Linked DNA regions of Drosophila melanogaster: region 1 is linked to region 2. Evidence: chromatin contacts called from public Hi-C data. All regions are on one chromosome and are shown on one strand. The core of a region is the stretch at or near the end of the contact, and the rest is flanking DNA. Distances in the headings are between cores, read along the strand shown.

The links. A called contact is a pair of places that touch in the nucleus more often than the background predicts.
Region 1: a contact with region 2 is called in a Hi-C map of the Kc167 cell line, with 1.5 times the contacts expected there. The contact joins the promoter of Adgf-A here to the promoter of Eip74EF in region 2. A contact is called at or near these places in 10 of 107 Hi-C or Micro-C datasets (the Clone 8 cell line, the Kc167 cell line, the ML-DmBG3-c2 cell line and 3 more) and 1 of 6 datasets of contacts at active chromatin or transcription factors (the Kc167 cell line).

The regions. Positions count from the first base shown.
Region 1 is chr3L:17,759,970-17,765,686 of dm6, forward strand. Adgf-A (Adenosine deaminase-related growth factor A) reads right to left here and starts at 4,189. Exons shown (of 4, transcript NM_206397.2): 1 at 4,093-4,189. It overlaps Adgf-A2 (Adenosine deaminase-related growth factor A2), which reads right to left and starts at 4,189. Exons shown (of 4, transcript NM_001043148.2): 1 at 4,093-4,189. CG32181 reads left to right here. Exons shown (of 13, transcript NM_168747.2): 2 at 1-272; 3 at 345-377; 4 at 432-605; 5 at 659-691; 6 at 752-1,006; 7 at 1,065-1,172; 8 at 1,233-1,292; 9 at 1,392-1,487; 10 at 1,626-1,877; 11 at 1,930-2,002; 12 at 2,069-2,496; 13 at 2,632-2,935. The coding sequence starts at 177. The coding sequence ends at 2,736.
Region 2 is chr3L:17,615,905-17,621,213 of dm6, forward strand. Eip74EF (Ecdysone-induced protein 74EF) reads right to left here and starts at 3,421. Exons shown (of 8, transcript NM_168740.3): 1 at 2,747-3,421. It overlaps Vps60 (Vacuolar protein sorting 60), which reads right to left. Exons shown (of 5, transcript NM_001275065.1): 2 at 5,197-5,309; 3 at 4,825-4,990; 4 at 4,515-4,745; 5 at 4,219-4,453. The coding sequence ends at 4,391.

The DNA of each region.
Region 1 (5,717 bases), core at 2,939-5,438, 140 kb after region 2:
ATTCTGTTCTGCTGCCCGATGAGCTGTATTTGGCATTCAATCGGTTTTTGGGAAACCAGAAGGATCTGAACGAAGCAAGTTCAACCCGAAATCCCTGCCAGAGGTTCTCTCAAGGAACGGATCCCATTAGCGACGACGACAGCTTCGATCCCTGTCCTACCGTTAGTAGGTTCTCAATGCCACGCAACCCTGTTGAACCATTTCAAGAACCCCTATACCAACATACCCTCGATGGCAGCAGACAGAAACATTCGTCGGTGACACAGGATGTGGTAATGATTCATAAAAAAAAAACATATGCTTTCGAAATTTAAAATTAAAATTTTTTAAATGTTAAATTATAGCTCCCGCCCTCTTATAACAAGGACGATGAATATGTGCGTATGATTTCGTAATTCAAAACTCTTGTTACGCGAATATTTAAATTTTAGCAATGTTGCAACATGCCGGAGTGCCCGAATAATAGCATACCCCTTCAGATTCCGAAAAATTCTTTACCTCGCTTTCAACCTCTAGTCAACGTATCTCAACATTCCCGATCCCATAGCTTCCCCAGGCAAAATTACAGAAATAATAAGACTAGTCATCATAATTCCACCCACAACGTAAGTGACTAAACTAAAAGACTTAAGCCATTGTGAAAATTATGAAATTTCAGCACTCGGACAAAAGGATCAAACCGCAAACACCGGTATGTTTAAAAGTAAATAAATTTATTCGTAAATTGCTATTTAAATACTTATACCGAAAGTGCGAGTTAAAAGTACCGAGCGGAAACCGTTGTCCCACCGATCAGAGCAGTAATCATGATACGGCTACTGGCTGCAGAAATAACACCTCAATCGATTGGAATAATAGCTCTCAAGTTGGCATGAACTATGGCGAGTTTCAAAGACGCCAATTGCTGTTGCAAAAAATTCAACAGCAGCAATATCAGCAACAGCAAGCTAGACAGCAGAATCAAGCGAATTTATCTTGGTTGGAAGATGAAGATCCCATTGAATTTGTAAGTTATCGAAATCCGAAATCTCTAAGTCTATGCAATTTTTAAACACTTCAAACAGGCACCTGATCTCAATAGCACGAGAATAAATCAAGATGATCGTCACCAGCAATCCCGCCTGCAACCAAACTCAATTTGTCAGAAATGCAACTCTCGCCAGCAACAAAGTGTATGTAAAAAAATTATTTGTATTTACTAATTTTAAATATTTTTGTATACTTTCAAAAAGGCGTCACGATCAATTCTTGAGTGCGATCAAACACCAGAAATGGTGCGTAATCAAACGAAGGTATGTTACCATATCCAATGTTGCCAAATTCATGATATTTAATATCAGTATTCTAATATAACATTGTTACAAATTTGTTCATTTCTCTTTAAAATCCAGTACGAAACCAAAACTAATGAAACAAGTTATCTTCAGCCACCAGAGACTTTGCGAAACGCTAGATGTAAACCACAGGCGAACCAGAGTCTCAGAAACGTAAGTTTAATTATGCCAGCAGTTGCGAACTTTATTCAAAAGTTGGGGTTTTTGAATGTGGTGTTTAAAAGCCTCATGAAAAACAATAGATCAAAATCATAATTTTAAACCCCTTTCTTTATTAATGCACAATATAAGCAGTCGCAAGATATTTGCCAAGATGTCTCTATGAATCAGATATCCAATTGTGAGCAATCTATGAGTAAGAATACAAAATATTACTCGGATCCCCCCGAAAGTCAATATAGTTGCTGTAGTCGTGGCTCTACTGCCTGTGACAGAAGTATGAAAGATAGTCAAAACTATGCCTGTTGTGCAAACACGTCTGCCTCCGGAAATCAAAGACTTTTGGAAATGTCTCAAGTAATGTCAGGGAGGTCGTGCTCGACTGTAAGTTCATAATTTACGTGGTAGCCATGTGAAGTAATCCTTGTTTTGATAGCCAACTTCGCTGGAGAAAACTAAGCGAAATTCTTCCTTGCGAGGACGTTCAATGCGAGTGCCCGTTCAAACACGTAGGTTGTGTATAATTAAATTAATTTAATTAATTATAATTTATTATTATTAAATCTCTCTAAAAGCTGAGGATCGTTTGGTTGAGCGCATTCAGAACGAATATCACGAAACCTTTGTAAATGATCCCTATTGTCCTGGCGTTATACAAGCCAGTCTCGATGGAAGTGAGAATTTCAACGAGTACTCCAGGGAGATTGCTTTTGCAGGACCCATTCCGGAGAAACCATATCCGGTGGATCCTGTCACCATGATAGAAGCAATCAAGTTGCGCATCGACCACGAGCGCAAAGAGATACGCAAAGAAAAGAATCGAAGTGAGGAGGGAAATAGAGATTTGAGAAATCAATCAAAAGAGCGCAGGTCAAGGCGTCCACGGACAACAATCAGTGAGGAAATTGATTCTCATTTTAGTCCGAAAATTAAGTCGGAAGTCAATAGAAGTGTGGCTGCCTTTCTGAAAGCCGAGACCGAGTATCGTACCAGTTTCGAAAGAGTGAGTACTATTATATTTTGTGTTTATAAAATGCATACACTACTTTTCATTCATTAGTCAGACAACGTAATTAAATCGTACCTCATTTACATCAAAATTCGATTTCAGTATTGAATAAAAATTTTCTATTTACAGGATTCCGCCTTTGATGCGCATATCAATCGCTTTGAAACTAATCTCTTTGATGAAAGAATTAAAGTCCATTCCTATTCAGCCACAACAACGCCCACTCATCGGTAAATTTAAACGGATTTTCAATCGGAAAAATGCATTTATGCGTCTCACTGGACTTCATTTTGCTCGGGACACAATATTTTTAATGAATGTAGTGCGTTTCGTATCAACAGAGCCAAAATATGAGTGATTTATTATTTTTTGCAACTGAACCATTCTTAATACCAACAGAAGTCACTACAATAAAGTTTCAAAAAAGTCCCCTATTAATCTAGAAATTTATCGGTCAGGGCAAGGAAGTGAATATTATAAAACCATTCACTTCCATTCGGTTCAAACTACTTCAGATTGGATCACAACTTCTGACCGATAAGGGAAAATTGTTAAGCAATTAATCAGACTTATGAATGACTTGGAAATGAGCAATCTATACACGTATAATCTTTATGGTACGGGATTCGTCAGACTCTGCATAAATAATTTAATGTTTGCTATTTATGGATCAAATGCATTGTTATACAATGTTGCGTAATTAAATAACACTGAAAACGATTAAAAACAGTAATAAATAATGCGCCTTAGCGGTAAACATTTTGCCAAAATCATCGGCGGCATAGCCGAAAAACAAACCTCACTGGAAAAAAATAAACACATTTACTAATTACTACGTAAGCTTCACATAAACTAATTGTATATTATAACACAAAAAAAAGTTTTTTCATTAGTGTGGAGTGTTAGTAACAAATGTTAGTTAACAAAAGAGATTTAAAAAATATAAATGACTAAAAATGGTTTAAAGAAAGCCGTAAAAGACCACAAAAAGAAAAATGTCTTTGGTTCGTTGAGCACAATATTGTGAATACGTACGTACATATATCACGTGTGATAACACACTCTCCGACACATTCAATTTTTTAAGAGACACAACTAAAGAGAACTAAAATTTGGACATAAAAGAAAGCTGAGTTAAAAATAAGTAATCAGCTGGTGGTTCTCAAAAACACAAAGACATCGCTGCACGCTCTTTTTTTTTAATATCTAGTGATTTTCATTCAGCAGGCTGATTTTACAACAAATAAGCAAGCATAACAAAGTGATTAAATCAAATAAACAAAATGTTAAATGGCCAATCGGTTGGAGTTTTTGTTGTTTTTAAATGGCTTAACGTGGTGAATATTCATAGATTAATTTCGCAGAGTTTGCATAAATGAATCAATTATGTGACTTTTACTCCCTTGTTTTTTATGCCCTTTGTCTTGCTTATTGTTTGCATTCAAAAATATTTATGGCGCATAATCATCAATTGAGTTTCAGCTGTATTTATCTAGTGTTTTTTGAAAATCTAAATTTCTTGGCTATCTTTAATTATACAATATTTGTATTTGATTTCAACACCATGTACATAATCAAACGAAACTTTACCACAAGCGTAGACCACACAATATGACTTAAAATTTCAGATTCCGAGCACTTCCTCGCCGCGATCTTCACGCCAAAAGTGCCTCCCAACGACTGATTCCAACGATCCAGAACTCGAACCGGAGAACCTCCCTCTATGATCCCTCGTCGGAGCGCCGACGTCGACGGCGGACTTCAATCAATCGCTCGCTGCACAATCAGCCCTTGGTTTTCTTTCTTCATGTTTTATCAGTGGGTTAGAATTAATGAGAAGGCAGCAATATCACACAATATAAAGATAAAGTTCTCGCTCCGGTTCTCTTTTTAAAACCAAGAGACCGGCCTGAAAACAAGAAAACGAGGGTCGTATTTGATGTTCTCCACATATATATACAATCAAACATATGCATACATAAAAATGGGTTTTATACAAATTATTATTAGGAAAAGCTAGCACTTATAATAAGGATATTTATTTATAATTAATATAGAACATTAGCTTATCAAATTGCTGGGGTTTCCTTAAAGCTACAAGTTCAGAATAATGTATAATACTTGTTTAATTAACCAGAAATCTTAAATTCCTTAACAAAATTAGCGGATATTTCTGTATATGTGCATATGTATTACCTATGAAATAGTATTTAATAATATGTTAATTATTTATTTGTTTTATGATAAACGAACACATTCTTAAGGTACATACATATTTTCCTCACACTTTTTTCAAATTCCATTCAAAAAAATCAATTATTCAATCAGACAATGTTCGCAAATGGTAATGTACTTATATATGCAACTTTTTTTTTGTTTTATAAACAAAACGCATTTGCTCCAGAGATGGGAAAAATAAATAAAAAGTTTGGACCACCCATCTTGCAGCAATACTCACAAAAAATTATGGAAAAGAACACAAACCTGCCCGCGCAGATAGCAATGATCTATAAAATTTTAGTGATATTTTGTCATGAAGAAGTATAAAAATTAGTTATCTGAATTCCGAAAAGTACAAACAAAAGCAGTTTTAAAATTTGAGTAGCAACATTAATTTAAATAGGTAAGTGCTTAGGAAATGGGTATCTCTTCAATACAAGCCGTTTTCCACGTTGAATACAATTAGAGTATAAATATTCGAATATTTGTGAGACATGATTTCGTTAGCGAATTTTAACACACCCCGTGCATTCATGAATCCCTTTAGAATGACTGCAGTGCAAACTGTTACTGTGTTTATAATAAAATTTCTGTGATTTGGCTTAGGTTTAAATTAATGTTCTCCCAACGAATGTGTTGCACATTGCCCAGATAGTAGAGATATATTTTTGGCTCTGCTATTTTTGGTCATGGATGTGCAAATGTTTAAATGTGTATATGGAAAGCAAATAAAATTCCAAAAGGATTACAAAACTAAGGAGGACAAAGGAGAGGTAAACACGAGCACAGGCATCCGGAGAACGAGAGTCATAAATAAATTCATAACTGCATCCCACGCAAATTTCACAGGGCAATTGCTTTGGGCCAGAATTTCCGAGTAAAGCTGATTCAGATCATGAGCACTGTCTGAGCTAATGTATGAATGGCTTTACGGTTATGGCCGGGTGTGTTTGTGAGGAATGGATTATGTGGACTTAAATGAATTTATGGCATGT
Region 2 (5,309 bases), core at 2,171-4,670:
ACAAGGCTACGATTGCCCAAGAGCACCCAACAAATATTTCAACAATTGGCTGGGGCATCAAGTGGATTTCTTTTGATTTGTCTAAGGTTGCTTCTGTGTTTGTTCTGTTCGATTTTTATCAAGTATACGCCTCGTTGGCCGCTTATCAGTTGGCCAAAGCAAACAAGATCACGGAATGCCATTCACAGCTTAGCCGATTGGCCAGATTACTAGGGCTTTGTCCAAATTTTATGACTCTAGAAGCCATTCGAGTTTTGAGCTAACCGTAAATCATGCTGATGTATGGTTTGAGAATGAGGAAGTTCGACTTGGGGGCTCAGCAAATAGACTTAAAAATGCACAAAACAGAAGTTATTGTTAGGTACTTTTTGGCTTCAAATGTAAATATGTATGACAAGGATGAGAGTTAATACTTTTAGATAATTGAAAGAATTTCCAAGCATGTTTTTTGATATTCCCAGTATTAAATTTTCAAGGATATTTTAAAACTTGAAACTTCCGTAAGAATACATATTGTATTAGTTCCTTGTGGAAAATAAAATAAAGTTAAAAATAAAGAACATTTAATGAATATTAAATAGCCTTTTTTTTTGCATAATTGATACTTATTATTAATTTGCGAAAACTGTGATCTTTCTAAATAAGTAAATATTGTTTTCCTAAATAACTGTCACTTTTGACTTTGTCACCAAAGAGTTTAGCACTTCCCACTCCTGCACCTGTGCACCATGCCACCCCCATCACTCCCACATAATTCCTACTTATCGCTATATATCCGAAGTGAAATACAACGGATACCCCGCTGCAGCATTAGCATTAGTGGTGGAAAAAGGCAAGAAAAGCGAGTACTTTGGGTACAGATACGCCGGCAACTAGTATGATTTGGGCATGTGTGCGCGGACATAGACAATACCTAGTATATATTTTGAATGGTGCGCTTTGTATCGCCCTCCGAATGTGTCTAGAGCTTCAATAGCAGGCCAGGGTCATGCGACATGGGAGGAAAACTGAACTGAACTAGCGCGAAACTGAGCGAACTCGGGCGATTGTATCTGTGTGAGTGCGTGCTTATGTGTGTGTGTTTGTGTCTATTGATATTCGAGGGTTTGTTGGTGTGCGTGTGCTGTGTACGTAGTGCCCGTTATCGGAAGAAAACGCCAAAAGCTCGCGTTCATTGCCTTTGCAAACGTTTTCGACCCGTCCCTCTCCACACTCCACTCTCCTCTCCGACGATCACTATCTCGTTCTCTCTATCTGCGCTCTCCCTCGCTCCATATCACATTAAGATAGTTTTGGTAGAACTTTACTTTTAACTTTATTTTTGTAGCTACTAAATTGGGATTATCTTTGATTTAGTGAAGAATCCAAATTAATTTTGAGCCAGCGCTCTACTCGAAACTTTCTTATCAGCAGAGGGCTATCGCGTTTGTTTGGCAAATCCCATTTGGATTTTGTTTTCAAATATTTTTGTTCCTTGTTTTGGTTTTATTTTTGGCAAATGGGAATGGGGGAATGGCAATGTTTGGTGAGGTTGGTCAGTGATTCTGTTGCTCAGCGGCAAATGGAATAAATTTTAGGAAGTACGTATTTTCAGGGCCCTCAGGTCAGGCAGTATTATTTATTGCCCCCTTCGAAGGCCGATCGCCTAACTTTGACTTGCAAATCTGAATAGGTTTTTTATCTCAGCTTGTGGTTAACCAAATTGAGTAGAAAAACGAAACGGATTGACATGTAGCATTTACAAAAAACGTAATAAAATAGCAAAATATAATTTATTTGCTGTGGCTGGCGCTTTTATTGATCGCTTCTTCACTTTGTATCGAATTCTGTTAATTGGCTAAAACCCAAACTCAAGTCTTAACTGGGCCAGCGCTTTGGGCTGTGAAATTCTAGAAGGGCGGGGATTATCCAAAATCAAACATGCAAAAAGTTTTCTTGCCAAATTGAAATTCAGCGAATTTGGTTTTTTTTTCCTCAATTCTGGGATTAGTCATGCCCGCATTAAAAATAAATAAAAGGGTAGTGGGAAAATGTGCATGACCAAATATTTATTTCAATTATTGCACTGTAATGTAATGCATTACAATTTTTAGATTCATATCTTAATTGCTTAAAAATGGAAAAAAACGATACAATTAAATATGTATTCTTATTGAAAAAGTTTGCAAGTCATTTCAAATTAATAATGCATAATGACATTCCTACAAGTTTGATATGTGTGGAGCTCTTATCAATGCAAAGTGTGTTAGAAAATTTAACACCACCTAAACTATATTACCAATTGAAAATATTATATTTTATATAATGCAATCTCGTAAACAAAGCAAGCGTTTCGCACATTTTCTTTGAAAACATGTCAAATACTCGATATGTTAACAAAGAAAAGCTTTTATTAGTACTAATTCTATAATATAATTCTAGTACACAAAATGATCCTGCAGATTTTAGCAACTATTATTAAAGGATATTTTCGCTGGAGGCGCAGGCATTTTTCCCACCCACTTTTCACCCCGATCTTCTTCCTCCTAAAATTTTCAACACTTTCACGAACTTTCAAGTATGTAGCTATACATGCGTCTATGTGCAATGTATGTATGTGCACCGATGACGAAATAAATAGAGAGCTTTTTTTTGCGCCATTCGCTTCCTGCATTCGAGGCAACTCCGCTGCCGCGGCGAATGCAACGCTGCGTATGAGCGATCTGCTGGTCGAAAGGAAAACAAGGTTCTGGAATTAGTCACTTACCATCTCAAGCAAAAGTAATCCAATTGGCGATATATCCATAATGTTCCGGCAACGGCAGAAAAAAATCATATACCCTATTGCCTCGAAGTTTCTATCAGTTACTTTGCGATTTATCACTTAATTTCTAAAATTCTTGTGTAAATATGTATAAACTTTCAGGCACTTTTCTTTATGGGGGCGGGGGCGTGGTCAGGGGAGGGCGGGAAAAGCCGACCAAAGGCTGTCAGATGCCACCAGATATTTGGATTAATTAATTGACATTTTAATCATCACGCTAAGGCCACTTGAACAGCGAGATTTCTTCGCGCGATTTTTGCTGCTTCAGAACTCTTTGTAACGCATTTTATTTGTTTGATATTTTGGGATTGCACTTTTGATCGGTAGCAAAGCGTTTAATTAGCGACGCGACGGCGGCGACGACGACGGTGGGCGGGAAAAGTGGGCGGGCGGGCGAGCGGGCGTTCTGTCGGTTGGCGCGAACGCTGCAGTTACAGTTACGTTTGAACAATTGATTTTTGTTGCTGCTAATTTGTTTTGTTGTTTGGTTTTTGTTATGCGTGTTTGAAAAGCGAAGGTTTTCCTCTTCGCATTCGAATCGCTCGAATCAGAGTTGGGGCAAAATTTGCGACTGTCCGTTACAGCAGTCAAAAGACAACTAAACGGCGAACAAGCGTATTTTTGCACACAGGCACTGCGCTGCACTGAGACCCGCTCACGCACACCAGCGCACCTCCACCTCGCGACGACAACGGCAGAGAAACGCTCAAGTTCACGCTCTGAACTTCAAAGCTCGTTAGCGTAGAGAGCGCAAGCGAGGCTAAGAGAGCGGAATGCAATTGCAATTGCAGGGAGAGCCAAAGAGAGTAGGGAGCTACAGTGCATCCTCTGTACGTCGAAATTGTGGGAAATAGTTTTTGTTTTTGCGTACTTTATTTCCAACAACACCTTATTTAATTTCAAGGCCAAAAAATATATTAACATTGCTTTGCGTTCGATTAACGCTAAATCCATTTCAATTACAATGCGGCGGAAACTCATTCAGCAAGTATTCTGCTTTCTCAAAAAAGTAAGCAGTACATTATACTCACTTTTATACTCAAAAACTTACTTAAATTGAAAATATCGTAATTCAATGGCAAGCTTCTTCTTACCTGTTCTGCAAGCTCACCAAATTTTGTTTGAAATGAGTTTTTGACTTAAGTGTTTATCACGTATACGTACAGCTGTACATCCGATCAAAAAAGGGTCAAACTATTTAATTTACAATTTAAACTATATTAATTGATTTAACCGCTGGATAAAAACTAAAGAACGAATGTTTCATTGTTAAAATTTTTAAGCACAAACCTAATAAATAATAAATAATAATAATTTCTTTCCCTGAATTAAGTGAAAGTTTGAAGTTGAAATATATTAATGTTTTTTCACTATATATATTAACTTTCATAAATTAACCAATATAATGCGTCATTAGTGTGGCGTGATAACTAAACGGCTATTTATTGAAAAAACAAATGGTTACAAAAGTGAGACTTGAGAGGGAATCTTTGATGGCTCCATTACACATAAAATATACAAAGCGTGCCCAAGGTTCAACAAAGGATAAAGAATGGAAACATGAGAGCTGGCAGCTTGGCAGCTTGCCTATGTGGTCTTCAGCGATGTCGGAATCTTGGGCAAGCCGAACTCATCCGTTTCAATGGTGCTCTGTAAGAAATTAGCTCGTTAGTAAGCAATCAAGCTGCTATCCATATAAGCAGCATTATACCTTTCCAGGGACGATGCTGTCAGCTCCCGGCTCTCGACTCGGCGCCTCCGGAGCCTTGACCACGTCATCCAAATAGCTGGTGTCATCGTCCAAGGCAATCTCATCGCCCAGAGCATCCAACTCGGCCTGCAGGTCGTCGTCATCCACCTCAGGCATGCCGTACGTGCGGCCCAGTGCCTCCTGCACCTCGTCCGCCTGCTCAAACATATCAGCCATGTCGTCTTGGATGTCCTTTAGGCAAAAGGATAAAAATTAATTTATGTTCATATTTCTGGGACATTTCCATCTCTTTCCAGCTAACTATGCTTACCTCGATCTGGTCGATGTTGATCTTCTTGTACTCGGTCTTCATCTGCTTGACTCCATCCTTCATGGCCGCCACGGTGGCCTGAGTATCCTTCAAGGATTGCGCCGCATAGTTGGCCTGTTCCATGTTGAACGACTGGTTGCGCAGAGATTCTGCCTGCTGTTCGTAGCTGTGTAGGAAACAAATAAAGTTCAAAATGGTTTAAAATACTCATTTAGAACAGGACACAATAAAAAAATTGATTGTGGATGTAAATTTCATAAGGTAATGGAACTTATAGATTAGGAAATGATAATTTCAAATGTCTGGAGAAGAGTAACACTGGAGGTTTGGAATATAATCGATACTAGGCAGTGGGTGGGGCATTGAACGTACGCCTTCTTTTGTTTGAGAACCCGGAGGGCCTTCTGTTTCACGGAGTTCTTGGCAGGACCTTCTCGCATCTTGGACATTTGTTCGCGGTATTTGCGCAGCTCTGCCTCCAGATT